2 separate regions of the Zea mays genome follow, and region 1 is linked to region 2. The links are chromatin contacts, called in public Hi-C maps. All regions are on one chromosome and are shown on one strand. Each heading gives the region's core, a stretch centred on a gene start, on an enhancer-like site or on the middle of the called end of the contact. The rest is flanking DNA. Distances are from core to core; before and after follow the strand shown. Region 1 holds the start of LOC100192071. Region 2 holds the start of LOC100274424 (transferase).

Region 1 (6,269 bases), core at 45-2,544, 130 kb after region 2:
GCTACATGCAGCATGCAAAACGAGAATACATTTTGGATTGTTTTTTATTATATCTTTTAATTTAAAAGATTTGATCAACTAACTAATTTTATATTAGTGTTTTTAAGACTTTGGTGGACAAAACTAGGCCAATCATACTATATAATATTAGAGATTTATTTATACACTCACGTCTCAGTGCAAACAACCAAACAAAGTCGGTGTCTAATATGCACAAGCATGTACAAACAACCAAACAAAACCGCTTGCATGGACTCATCCTGATTCTAACGATACTGGCTAGACTCATACCGGACTGGCTAGACTCATACTGCAACCAAACACATGGAATATGTCTTGACCGCGTTTATTATCTAGAGGCTCAAGGTTGAATCATACAATATGTTAACTATCTCTTGTATTTAGAAAACCATTCTAAGTGTTTAGAGTTGTACATGCCCTAAGGTGGAGAGACACTAAACGGTTCTCTAAGCAGAAAGAGATAACTAAAATACTCTATTATACAATGGAGTGTATATAAATATAGCCTATTAATAAATACAGAAGTAGATGTGTTTGTGCAGCATCAATCGATAGAAAGAGACAACGAATTCGTACAGTAAAAGTGAGACATTTGTTACTACTTGAGCTACGAACTAGAGACGTCTCTTCACGAAGAGACGACTCGACGATGTACAAATATTTCTTTAAACATCCTAAAAACATTTATATTAAACATCACTTTACATGTCCTAAGCTTGTCTCTCAATGTACAAATGCACGGGATCACACGTTGCAAAAGGTGAGAAGGGCAGCAGGGTCCACTGGGGAAAGCACTGCACACTACCGGAAGGCCAGGGCCGGACGGAAAGCTTCGTGTCGCTCAGCGCTCAAAAGGCGGCAATGGCGGTGACTCGAGACGAGAGCGTTGGAGCGGATAAGCCTTATCTGTTATCTTCGTCCGATTAGTACGGACGGATCGGCCATATTATCGGCCACGGGCTACGTGCACCACGAACAATGGCGACCATGCCGATTCTTCCTACTGCCAGTAACTGCTCTGCTGTCAGTATATGTGTTAATCGTCAAGAACGACGGCTATCTGCGGCGTGATTTTCCCTTTCACGTCCGATTTCGAGTTTTAGGAAGCTATAACTATTTAAAAACTCATTGAAAAGATAAACTAAACTCCTTATTCATTTTATTCGCTCAATATAACTGTTACAGTATGTTAATAGTTGTCTTTAAGAAGCTTTTAAAGACTTTCTTGCGAGCCAAGCGGAGCTGTTTTTTTTTCATTCTCCTCCCTCGTTTAGCCGAGCCGAATCCCCCCACTCATTATATACCCCTTGACGGAGCCTCCCTCCGAAATCCGCCTCTCTTGTCATCATCGGCCTGCCGCCTGCCCGCCTGCTCCTCCTGCCCCATTAACGCCGCCGGCTGCCGTGCCGCCGCGTCCTGCTCCCCGCCACCGCGTTCCTCGCCCGAAGCACCGCCGCGGCCTCGCGCCACCGCCCAGAAACCATCTCCGGGCCTCGTTCGACCGAAGCGCCTTGTGTCATATCTCCGCGACCTAGCCGCCGCCCGCCGCCGACGCTGCCGTCGTCGTCATCCTCGCTGGCGGTGCTGTACCTGCGTGCAGCGCAGATCCATCCGAGCTCGGATTGATTTCTTCCTTTGCTGGTAAGGAACCTATTGTCTTTTGCTTGCACGGCTTGTTCTTTCCTTGTTCGGCAATTGGATCAGGAGTACTTGACAAGCCAAATCCGAACCTCTCTTTCCGAGAAGGATTCTCAAACCCGTCCATTTGTTTTTCTTTTGTTGTGGCGGATTCGTGCGCACCTACCAGTTTAGTTTATGTTCCAAAATGATTCGTCCGACCCTTCTTCCCGGGGTTAAAATTGCATCAATTTGCATATCTGTTTAAAGCTAGCATTTCATACCTGGCTTTGAAGAAATCTCTCTCGTATAGCTTAGTGCTCCATGTGGTTACTTTTTGAAACCTACTAGTATCCGCATTCGAATTGTGACGTATGTTCCGTGTTATTTCAAGGCGGTGCTTTGTTCTTGGTTCTCGTATAGCTTTAGTGTGTATAGTTAAATGCATCACGATGCATATGGAATATAATACACGCCACGTAATTCACCGGCACGCCTAAATTTAGATGAAACTCTTGTGGAAACGTGCTTAAAATCCATAATATGGTAAGCTCACACACATCCAACCTAGCGGCTTGTTTATTTATAGAGTTTCACAGCTTCTGTTGGTCAAGCACAACATTCACATTCAATATCAATTCTTGCTGTGCATATCTATTAGGATCAGTCATGAACCGCAAAACAGAACTGGAACTGTAGGAAATGATCTCTTTGAGCTTCATTTGTAGGTACTTGATGTAATTAAGATGTGTTTTAACTTAGAAAAGACTCGCTGAAGCTTTACCTGTATATAAAAATGATGGTCATGTCACATATGGGACCAGAGCTAATTAGAAATTTCCACGGAGCTGGTGGACAAACTATTCATCGTTTCCTGATTAGAGTACAGTAGATGCAGTTATCAAAAAGAGTAGACCCAGTGCTGGATGCTCCCACATGAATGGGGTCTGGTGAAGGGATAAACCAAGGCAAGTCTTTCCCTGCAAACGAGCTGCTAATAACTTAGTGAGACAGTTCTCACCACTGCACTAGACCTGCCCTTCTAGTAGGTGCAATTATCACTGGGTTATTTTACTTTTTGTTGATAACTAAATGTTTAAATGATGATCTTTTTAGTGTGTTTAGTTCCATGGAATATACCAAGTGTTGTGGCTACCCCACCCTTGCTGCAGTCCTCATCAGTACCCCCACCTATTGTTGTTTTTCAATGATGCTCCTTTGGAAGAAGCTCCACAACCACCAAAATATCAACATGTGACCACAAACATATATTGGAGATTAGGGCGTACACCTTGAGCCTATCTCATACTTTCCTTTGTTATTCATATCTGCTCTTTTGGTCTTCCCCAGCCGTTTGTCTGAATATAATTTTTTTAAGGATCTGTGGTAATAACTGGTAATCTGTTCAGGACCTGCCAGCTTGCCGAATCCCATGTTTTGCAAGTTTTTTTAGAACTCGAACAGTATTCTATTTTCTTCCCGAGGCAATTTCGAGCTGGCAATAATAGTTCTAACCTTGAACAAGGAGCCAAGTCTTGGAGTCAATATTTTATGCTGCCATGCACATTTCATATAAGGTAGTGGTTCCATTTCCTTGCTGACATAAGTTTCCTTATCTCTGATAGCTAGATTATTGGATAACTTGTCGATGGCACAAAAAGTAGCACGCGGATAACCATAACAAAGGGGACAGAAACAAAGCACAAAAGTTGTAGGCCCCAGTACAAAAGGGATAGAATCAATGACTGCTGCTGACGCACACTACACTACTAGGTACTAAAATATTAGAATCATCACTGCTGACTCGGTCTACTAGGAAAGACGATGGATTCTTGGGTAAAAGCGCAACCAGCATAGACTCTCATGGACATTTGCCTATTAACACGTTTTGGAGATTTACCTAACATCTGCTTCAGTTGTCACACTTGTTCAATGTATTCGGACAGACTCTCTAGGACCGGGATGGTGTGGTGTGCGCCTAAAAGCTGCTTACTACGTGGACCCCTCTATTTAGTTCGATCGTTATTGCCTATTGTCTCTACTAGCTTCGTCTCTGCCTCATAAATCAGCATATATTAAAAAGTAGAAATGTGGTTGGTGATTCGCTTCGTTGCTTCCAGTCTTCTTGAGCTCTGCTCTGGCATGTTGCTTTATCAATTGTATGTATTCCTACTGACGTCCTTTGCTTTCTCCGTCTTTTGCAGTACTGTCATAACCGAACTAAAACAGTTTCTGAGAGGAAGCATCGCGATTGCCATGGAAGCTGGGAGAATGGATCAGCCATTTATGGCTGCTATCAATAGCCAGCCTTTCGTGGAGGATATTGAGCCAGTGAAGAAAGCCAGTGGGGACATGCCTGCGACAACAGGAAGCGGATGCTTCGAATGCAACATCTGCCTTGATTTTGCATCAGAACCAGTGGTTACTTTCTGTGGTCATCTCTACTGCTGGCCTTGTATCTACGAGTGGCTGCGCCCTGGGGTGGAGTCAGCTGCCAGCGACAACAGCAGTTCGGCAAGGCGGCAATGTCCTGTATGCAAGGCAACACTCTCAACGGACACCCTTGTGCCACTATACGGCCGTGGAGGCAACTCAAAGAAGTCACTTGATGGCATGGCCATCCCGCGCCGCCCCATGGTACACCGGGAGACTGTTGAGGAGCAACAGAATGCACAGAGCAATGTCAATGACCAGCACTACCACCAGAGCATGGAAGACAACTCTCAGCGCCAGCCATTGCTGCAAGCGCACCACCATCCCATTCCCACTGGGTTTGACTTCATCTACCCTCCAGCACCAGTAGGGCGTGGCTTGATCCACTCAACTGCCGGAGGGGTGCTCGGAGGGATGGCAGAGATTGTGCTTCCCTTGGCGCTCCGTGGCCAGATGCCAGCGAGCTTGTACTACACGAATCCATACCATGCTGCGACGCAGAACGTGAACCCCAGGCTGAGGCGGCATCAGATGGAAATCGAGAGGTCCCTGCACCAGATCTGGTTCTTCCTCTGTGTGTTTGTGGTGCTGTGCCTGCTCTTGTTCTGAGACAAGACTATTCTATACACCTCTTTGTAGATATTGAAAGTGGGAGGGGGATACTAATGGATGATGCGTATAGTAAACAGGGTAATGGTCTGTGTCGACAGGCATGTGCTTAAGCATGCTGATGTAGAGTTGTAATATGATGAGACACGGAGGTGAAATGCATATTTCATTCTTCTCTATCACTGTCGGCCTGTTAGGTTGCCTACCTGACATCTTCATGTTAGGTTTAGCATCATCTGTTGTGTATTGGTTGGTGTCACTGCCAAGGGCCTTTTGATTTGTATATAAATAGAAAATGATGGTTTGTCTACCAATTTCTGCTCTGTATCCTCTTTAATCCCTGTTCCAAGATTGACACAGCAATTTTGTCCATGCATTTGACGCTGACGCTGATCAGAGTCAATATTGATTGCTTCTGTATGTGATCCATGCATCTGACGATGATCGCCCATAATTGCGTCAAAGCTAAGGACCCTTTGTTTGAAGGATTTTTTTAGGATTCACTGAGGGCCCTTTGTTTGAAGGATTTTTTAAGGATTCATTTTCTACAGGAAAATTCCTGCGTGAGTTTTTGAAACATATGATTCAATCTTATTAAATCCTTTGAAATTTCTATGGATTGCTTTTTTCCATTCAAGCTTTGGAGAAAAATAACAAGAGGTATAGACCCCCCTTTGAAATACAGGATTAGTAAAATGAAGGAATAGAAAAAACATAGGAATGGAGTTGCATGACAATTATTACAATCCTACATGAATTAAAAATACAGAAAAAAACTTCTAAATAGAGTGTTTAGATGCAATATCAGGAATTAGAGGAGAGAGAAACACAAATGAAAGTTTCTAAGAGGTTGGACCTCTTGTTAGAAATCCTTCAAAATATCACTACAATGAATAATCCCGTAGGAATTTTATAGAATTTGTAGGAACTCAATCATTTATTCCAAAGGTCCATAGGAAAAAAAATTCTATATCATTCCAGTCCTCTAAAATTCCTCTACCTTTTCTTTGTTCCAAGGGGGCCCTAACCTCTTGGAAACTTTCCTATAACTGTTATCTCTCTATTCAAATTCCTGCACACCATCCAAAGGCTAGGTGATTTTTTTTCCACATTCTTAATTCCTGTAAGATTGTAATTCACAGCTAACTCTAATTCTTTGTTTTTCTGGGCCAACAGGGAAGAACAAAAGGAAATATCAACTTGAATGCTTAAGGTACTATGGACGACCACGCTGTTCAGAACCCGAGACTGGCAATGATCTGATGCATGATCAGTAATATAAATTGACGACCAAGCTATATGCATAAAATTGTGCATAGAAACGTCGAACCATGTGTTTGCCGTCTCTACAAGTGCTTGCAAGCTTCGTACACGGCCCTAGTACAGCGCCCGTCACTTCTTTATTAGCTTGCACGCCAGAAATAAAATCCCAGTATATTTAGATGGACAACTCATTGATCAGCATACTTAAAACTTTTATCTATCTTCATCTTTATATAAACTTTATTCTGCAAATAGTGCAGTCTATAGTTTAAAATAATGATTTGTACGACTATATGGGTAAGTTTTTGGAGGCGGTCCAACAGACC
Region 2 (6,650 bases), core at 2,468-4,967:
ACAAATCCCATGTGTTCTTTGTGCTTGATCCTACTTTGCAATTTAGTTCTTTCTCTCCCCTCTCTCTTGTTCTCTTTCTTGTGATTGATCCCATATCAATTTGAGTTGCACCTAAGTAATTTTGCAATCATTAGTGTAACTCTAAGCAAGAAGAACACATCTCCCTAACTCCAATTGTTCATATTCTTGTTCTAACTCTAAACTGATTGATCATTAGGCGACTTTCATCCAGCTTGTTCCACCAAATAAGCATTGCATATTTTGGAGCCATTTTGTTTTTCTATCAAATAAGTCTAGTTTAGTATAATTGAGTACTTTGGATTTTATCCCACTAGTTGTAGATGAATCGTGATATCTTGATGTTGTGTTTGCTACCTCAGCCTTGACGAGGGTGTGAGTTAGACGCTAGTGGGCTCAATTGATCCATATATATTTTTCATATATTTTTTTGTTGGAGGATGTCACATAAGCTAGCAATGTATTTAGAAACTTATGTCACTGTAATCATTTCAAAGCTATGTTGTTTTAACTTATCAGATATGAAATTTGGTATTGTTTTATTACTTACGAACTTGATTGTGATATTAATCCCACTACAAGCCACCTTGTATATGATGTGTATTTGTTTAATCGGGTATGGTATTAGTTGTGAAGTCGCTTATTGAGGTCCTTCGTGACACTACATGAACTATTGGATTTATATAGATGATGGTATATGTATGTGAACGTTCTTAACGAAGGGAGTCATATTTGATCTTATATAAATTGAGTGCTTCTATAACAGCGGGCACATATATCGACCTTGTGTTCATACAAACGTACTAATCGAGACTTCTGAGCATGGTTTTTTAGGCAGCGTTTGGTTTCACCCAAATTCTAAGAATTTAGATGTTCTTAAGATATTCTTACTAGTCGTTGTGTTTGGATCTATAGATTTTTCAATTGTATGATGTGCCAATTCTCCAAAATCTATTATTATCAAGGATGAAAAGGATTGTGTGATTTTGCTTTGGACAAAATGACACCCCTACATTATCTCACATAGTCACATGTCCTAAATCTGTTGGAACCAAACAGGGTCATAGTCTGAGCACAGGGAGGGGTAAAGACCATATAGGCCTTGGCCCAAATTGATGTCTGATTATCCTATTTGTTTTTTAAAAAAAAATCTTATAGTATGGTTTTCTTTAATTATGCGCAATATTATGGTTTATTCATGTGAGATGATTAGTTACTATTATACTATATGTGAATTGTTACTAATAGGTAGAGGCACTATGTCCAATCGATGTCTTACATACATGCATTAAAGAAATAGGAGAAATCTTTTTGTCAAACGCTTTTTAAAATAGTTTTAACTTCTTTAGAAAAGCTACTGGTTTAAAGGAGCGAGAGCGAAAACTGTTTTTTGGAAGAGATAGAGCCCTGCTAAACAACGCAGCCTAGCAGCATTGAAGGGAACTCGATGTGGCCAATTTTGAAGGTATCATTCGTCAGTCCTCACATAGGGAAGAGGGGGGCGGGGGCCGGGGGGATCAGTTTTGAAGGAGTCATGTCATCACCATCAATTTTAGACTTTTAAACACCTTTTTATGGCCTGTCACCGCTGCAGTAATCCTGCACGAGACAGCATTCCGGTCGACAACATCACGCTCGCACGCTACCGGCAATCGAGAGATCATCCCCTTCTGGCAACCTGATGTTAACTGAGGAGAAAAAGGCACAAAGCAACCGCACCCTTTCCTTCCCTCTCGCGCTCGCGCACGGGAGAAGCAAAGAATTTGCCACCTTTTTTTTACGAAGATCCGCTCGAGCACTTGGCAAGCGCCCATTCGAATCACATGGCACCAAACTCCACTGAAATCATCCGCGGATCGGGCTTTAAACAAAAGCGAGAAAGCCAGATCAGATTCCTGAATTTTGGAGACGCAGGATTGAGATTTGTGCCACCAGACAGCATCCAGTTAGCCTTTTGTTTTTTGCTTCAGCTAAAGTTAGAAGAGTGGCTTTTCTTTTCATTCTGGGAGCAAAACGACATCTCAAATCTGGCTAGCTGTGCACTGCGATCAATGGATTTAAAATAGCAGCTTGCATTCGTACAATAACTAATAAATAAAACTACAGCAACCTTTATGGCATTTCCCAAGAACAACTCTCCTTGTTTCCACCTGCTGAGCCCTAACCTCTGACGATCATGTACAATATAAATATATATAAACCCTAATTCCAAATATACCCAATTTTATTCCACGGTGATAAACCTGTGCCTGCACTATTGTCTATTATATGGAGGTAGATTCTTCAAGAATCTACAACAAGAACACAATAAAAAGAATATAGAACTAATATCCCAACAGGCCAAAAACAACAGCTGTACACAGCCCATGTCTGAATTTCACCTTGGCCCCCACCCCAAAAATCCCCATCCGCCACCAACGAGTGGGGCCGACGGACTTCAGTACCGACAGGGCCACACCAACTAACGCCATTGCGCATGGACCCATGCGGAGAGGAGAGTGTCCAGGTGGGTCCAACGTGTCTGTGACTTGGTGACCGACGCCGACCCGTGGGACGACGGAACGAGCGGAGCAGCCAAGCGCCGTGGCATATGATCCGATCGGACGCGAGCAAATCGATCGCCCTGCAGCGATGCGCGGACAGCATTGTCAGGAGACGGCGGCGAGGAGATCGTCCCGAGCGCCGCGGCGGCGAAGGAGGTCGTAGGGCATCCAGAGCGCGTCGAGCGGGCACGGCCGCCCGGCGTCCAGCCGCAGCCACGGCTTCCCCTTCCCACTCCAGTGCAGCAGGCTAACCGGACCGGGGTGCAGCTGCCGGCACTGCCCCGCCACGTTGTCGCCGCCGAGCCCGTGCTGGTTCCACCGGTGCTCCACGGCTTTCACCTCGCCGGCGAACACCAGGAGAAACGGCGGGAGGGAGCCCAGCTCGTAAATCCTGGCCTCCTGCTTCTGCACCTCCATCCAGTATTCCAGCTTCGCGGTGTACCCACCGGAGCGCCACCTGTCCAGGTCGATGACCATTACCCCGGTGTTGAAGTAGCAGGGGACGCGCGTCCGGTTGGCGAAGACGGCGGTGTACTCGGGGTGGCTCCAGAACGCGTCGGTGAAATAGGAGGTAAAGTTGGCGTGGCAGTACTCGGGGGCAGCGAGGGCGGCGTCGGGGCCGAGGTCGGTCGCCCAGAGGCGGGCCACGTCGTCGACCACGAGGAGGTCGGAGTCGAGGTAGAGCACGCGGGAGACGGAGCGCGGCAGGAGGTCCGCGAGGTAGATGCGGGCGTAGTTGAGGGGCTGGTCGAGCGCGCGCCGGACGGATGAGGAGATCTTGCCCCGGACGAGGCGTGCGTCGAAGCGATGCACGGTGGCCGGGAGCGTGGGGAAGGCAGCCGCCAGCGCACGGCGGAGCGAGGCGAGGCGGCGCGCCGGGGAGGCCGAGGAGGCGACGAAGTGGAAGGCGACGGACTCCGGACAGGCGGCGTGGCGGAGCACGGAGAGGACGCCGGCGAGGGAGCCCCGCAGGTAGGTGCCGTCCAGCGTCATCGCGATGTGGATCGTCGGCGCGTCCGCGCAGGCTGCGCCGTTGCGGAACGCCGGAGCTTCCCGGAACTCCGGAAGCTCCCCGCCGCCTCCGGCCGCCGCCGCGAACGCTGCGCCGAGGAGGAACACGGCGAGGACGCGCATTGCGTCCCCGGGATGTCCTTCAGCTACCCTCCCCCTCCCGGAGAATCGAGCGGAAGTGAATTTGATCGGTTCGGGTGCTGGGAAGACGAGATTGGAAGGGGATGATGCGGAGTTAAGGAAGGCGGGGGGCCGGCCGGAGACAGGCTGGACGGAGGAAGACGTGTGAGGTTTCCTGTGGTTTTACGGAGTGGGGTTTCTGCGTTTTCCCGGGTGTTTGGTTAATTGGTTGTGCAGAGAAACGGCCCGTGGAGTGCAGGCGTGCGGCTAGACCAAAGCCCAAACGTTTGGCTCGAAGCCTGGAACCCGCGATTCTGCGAGTTTGGACAGCTTCCTACGTTTTCAAATTTTTTGAATCTCTTTCCACAGTTTGGACAGCTTCCTACGTTTGGACAGCTTACGATCTGGTTAGAAGTGGTTTTCAACGTCATATTTATCATTTTATTAAAAAATGATAACCGATTAAATAAGCTTTCCAATCTCCGAAAATTAGTGCGATCGGTTGTGCTGCTATAATAATTAACTAGTTAATTTCCCATACATTTGTTAAGGTTTCTATATTTCATGTAAGTAGACATTGATTAAATAAAATCTCTACTACTTATTAAGTAAGCAATAGTAGTCTGCCATTGACTTGTTCTGCCTTTGACCTGTTCTGCCATGGCTCTGGTTCTGCCCCCACAGGTCGTACACGCAGGTGTCCAGCAAAAATTCTTATGCATGCGCGAGTTGAAACTGACCACCAGTTCAGCCACCATTTGAAACTAATCAGTTCAGCCACCGCGCCAAAGCTTATAAGCCGCTCCATGTCTCCTTTACTAGCCAATATGGTACTAAAGTTTTGCAAGACAATACAACAATACAGCAGTGCAGGCGTTTTGGGCTGCTTTTTTGGTGCGGCCCATACTCCAATTAGGTTTGGGCGGCCCATGGTCGCGCGCACAGCAGTCGTTTCTTCCTCCGTCCGCACGATGGAGCGCTCAACCGTCCGTTCCGGCCGCCCCTCGGTCAGCTCCACGACGGCACGACCTCAGCTCTCCAACCTGGGCCTCGGCTACTCCATCGCCATCGCGCTCGGCTTCCTCATCCTGTTTGCCTCCTTCCTGCTGGCTTTCTACTTCTGCTTCGGCCGCGGCGGGGACTACTGGGCCGGGGAAGCAGTCACCACGGCGTCCAGCTCTGGCCACCTCTCCATCACCGTCCCGCGCGTGCTCTTCGTCGCGGAGGGGTCCGAGTCCCCCAAAGACGACGCTTACCCCTCCTCCTCCGCCGCCGCGGCCTGCTCCCCCGTCGGGCTCGACGCGGCCGCCATCGCTTCCTACCCCAAGGTCGCCTTCTCCAGCAAGGCCGCCGAGGCTGACGCCATGTGCTCCATCTGCCTCAGCGAGTACAGGGACGGCGAGACGCTGCGCGTGATGCCCGAGTGCAGGCACGGCTTCCACGTCGCGTGCCTCGACGCCTGGCTGAGCCGGAGCGCGTCCTGCCCCGTCTGCAGGTCCTCTCAGGTCCTTCCCCGTTTTCTCTCCTTTGCAGTTTTTGGTTCCTGAATTCTGCACTGTCAAACCCAAGCTATACATAAACAACTGATGGCTCAATATGCTAAGCAATTCTTTACATTGGGTATAATCAATATAGGGGCATTATGGAATATTAATTATTTTGGTTATATTTGATTGTTTGGAAATATTGTTGTTCTTTACATTCAGGGCTTGGTTGAGCGTATGTTTAGTGACAAAAAAGCATTGATCAGAGAAGCTTCAAATGTCCAAGTCATCCTCTTTCAGGGGAACATTTGCAGGTAGAGGATGGACTGCTTAATGGTTCTATTTACCAGCGCATTTGGCAGTTCTATTTGTCAGAGGCAAATGTGGGTGATTTCTCATATCTACTTGCTATACATCTTGTCAAAGCACTGCTAATAGAAGAAGGGGACCATCTTATGTCAAAAAAAGAAGGGGGCTATCTAAGAATTATATGGTCAATTACACCTAGCATCCAGTTTTACACAATTGGTCCTTGACATTATCTAAGTCACCTAATTGGACATGAAGGCGAGGGGTCCATCTTCCATATTATAAAGGAACTAGGTAAGTTTACTTCCACAAATGGTTGTTGTACTTATGATTTTGCTAACCTTATCTACTCGAGTATAGTCATGTCATCCTTTACTCGTCAACCTGTAACATATCTAATCTAACTACTATAGGATGGGTCGTTAACTTAATGCTAGAGAGAGCAATGGCAATAATGAGTATTTTTTTTCTCAGCAAGCATGAGGCTCACTGATGCTGGTGATGGTCAGGTTTGATCCATATTATCTTAGTTGAGCTAGCATAACCATTTTCATTGGAGACACTTTGATATTACTTACGCCTTTTATGCTACAATTATTTTAGTATAATGTAGCACACATGGAGGATATTGTTCGGTTGATCTCCAAATATCTTCATCTGTTAAAGGAAGTCAGTTAGTGGATATTTAATGAGGTAATGGAAAGGGCCATGGTTTACATATCACGAGAAGCAAATGGTAAGTCAGAAGACCTGAAATATGTAACTAACTTGGACAAATTGCAAGAGGAGACTGGTGGTAGGAGCTTACAAAAGCAATCAAAGCCTTAGAGGGCTTGATGGAAGCAAATAGGGACTTTGAAGAACTAAAAGTATGTGTTCCAGTCTATATAATGTTTATTTTTCTTAGATTTTCATGTACGTACTTCTTTTGGGCACAAATCAAACCAGCTCCTGAACTGCTAGATGAGCTGTGCATTGTGGTTCGTTATAGCTGAAGCACATTTCATGAATAAGGTATAAAATTGATCATTCTATTTCATTCTATTTCCAGTCTGTAAGATATTGAGTTTTCAGGATGGTTATGCCTTGCTTTCTAGGTTGAAGCCTTATCGAGTGTAAACCATAAAAATCTTATGAACCTTGTGGGTTATTGTGAAGATGAAAA

Evidence for each region. Hi-C and Micro-C count contacts between places; a contact is called where the count stands out from the background.
Region 1: a contact with region 2 is called in a Hi-C map of endosperm, with 6 times the contacts expected there. The contact joins the promoter of LOC100192071 here to the promoter of LOC100274424 in region 2. A contact is called at or near these places in 2 of 25 Hi-C or Micro-C datasets (ear and endosperm).

What each region holds. Positions count from the first base shown.
Region 1 is chr2:24,969,780-24,976,048 of Zm-B73-REFERENCE-NAM-5.0, forward strand. LOC100192071 reads left to right here and starts at 1,295. Exons shown (of 2, transcript NM_001137494.2): 1 at 1,295-1,662; 2 at 3,843-4,989. The coding sequence starts at 3,895. The coding sequence ends at 4,680.
Region 2 is chr2:24,838,217-24,844,866 of Zm-B73-REFERENCE-NAM-5.0, forward strand. It overlaps LOC100274424 (transferase), which reads right to left and starts at 3,718. Exons shown (of 1, transcript NM_001148783.1): 1 at 2,133-3,718. The coding sequence starts at 3,695. The coding sequence ends at 2,667. It overlaps LOC103648484 (RING-H2 finger protein ATL67), which reads left to right and starts at 4,307. Exons shown (of 1, transcript XM_008672950.2): 1 at 4,307-5,239. The coding sequence starts at 4,409. The coding sequence ends at 5,239.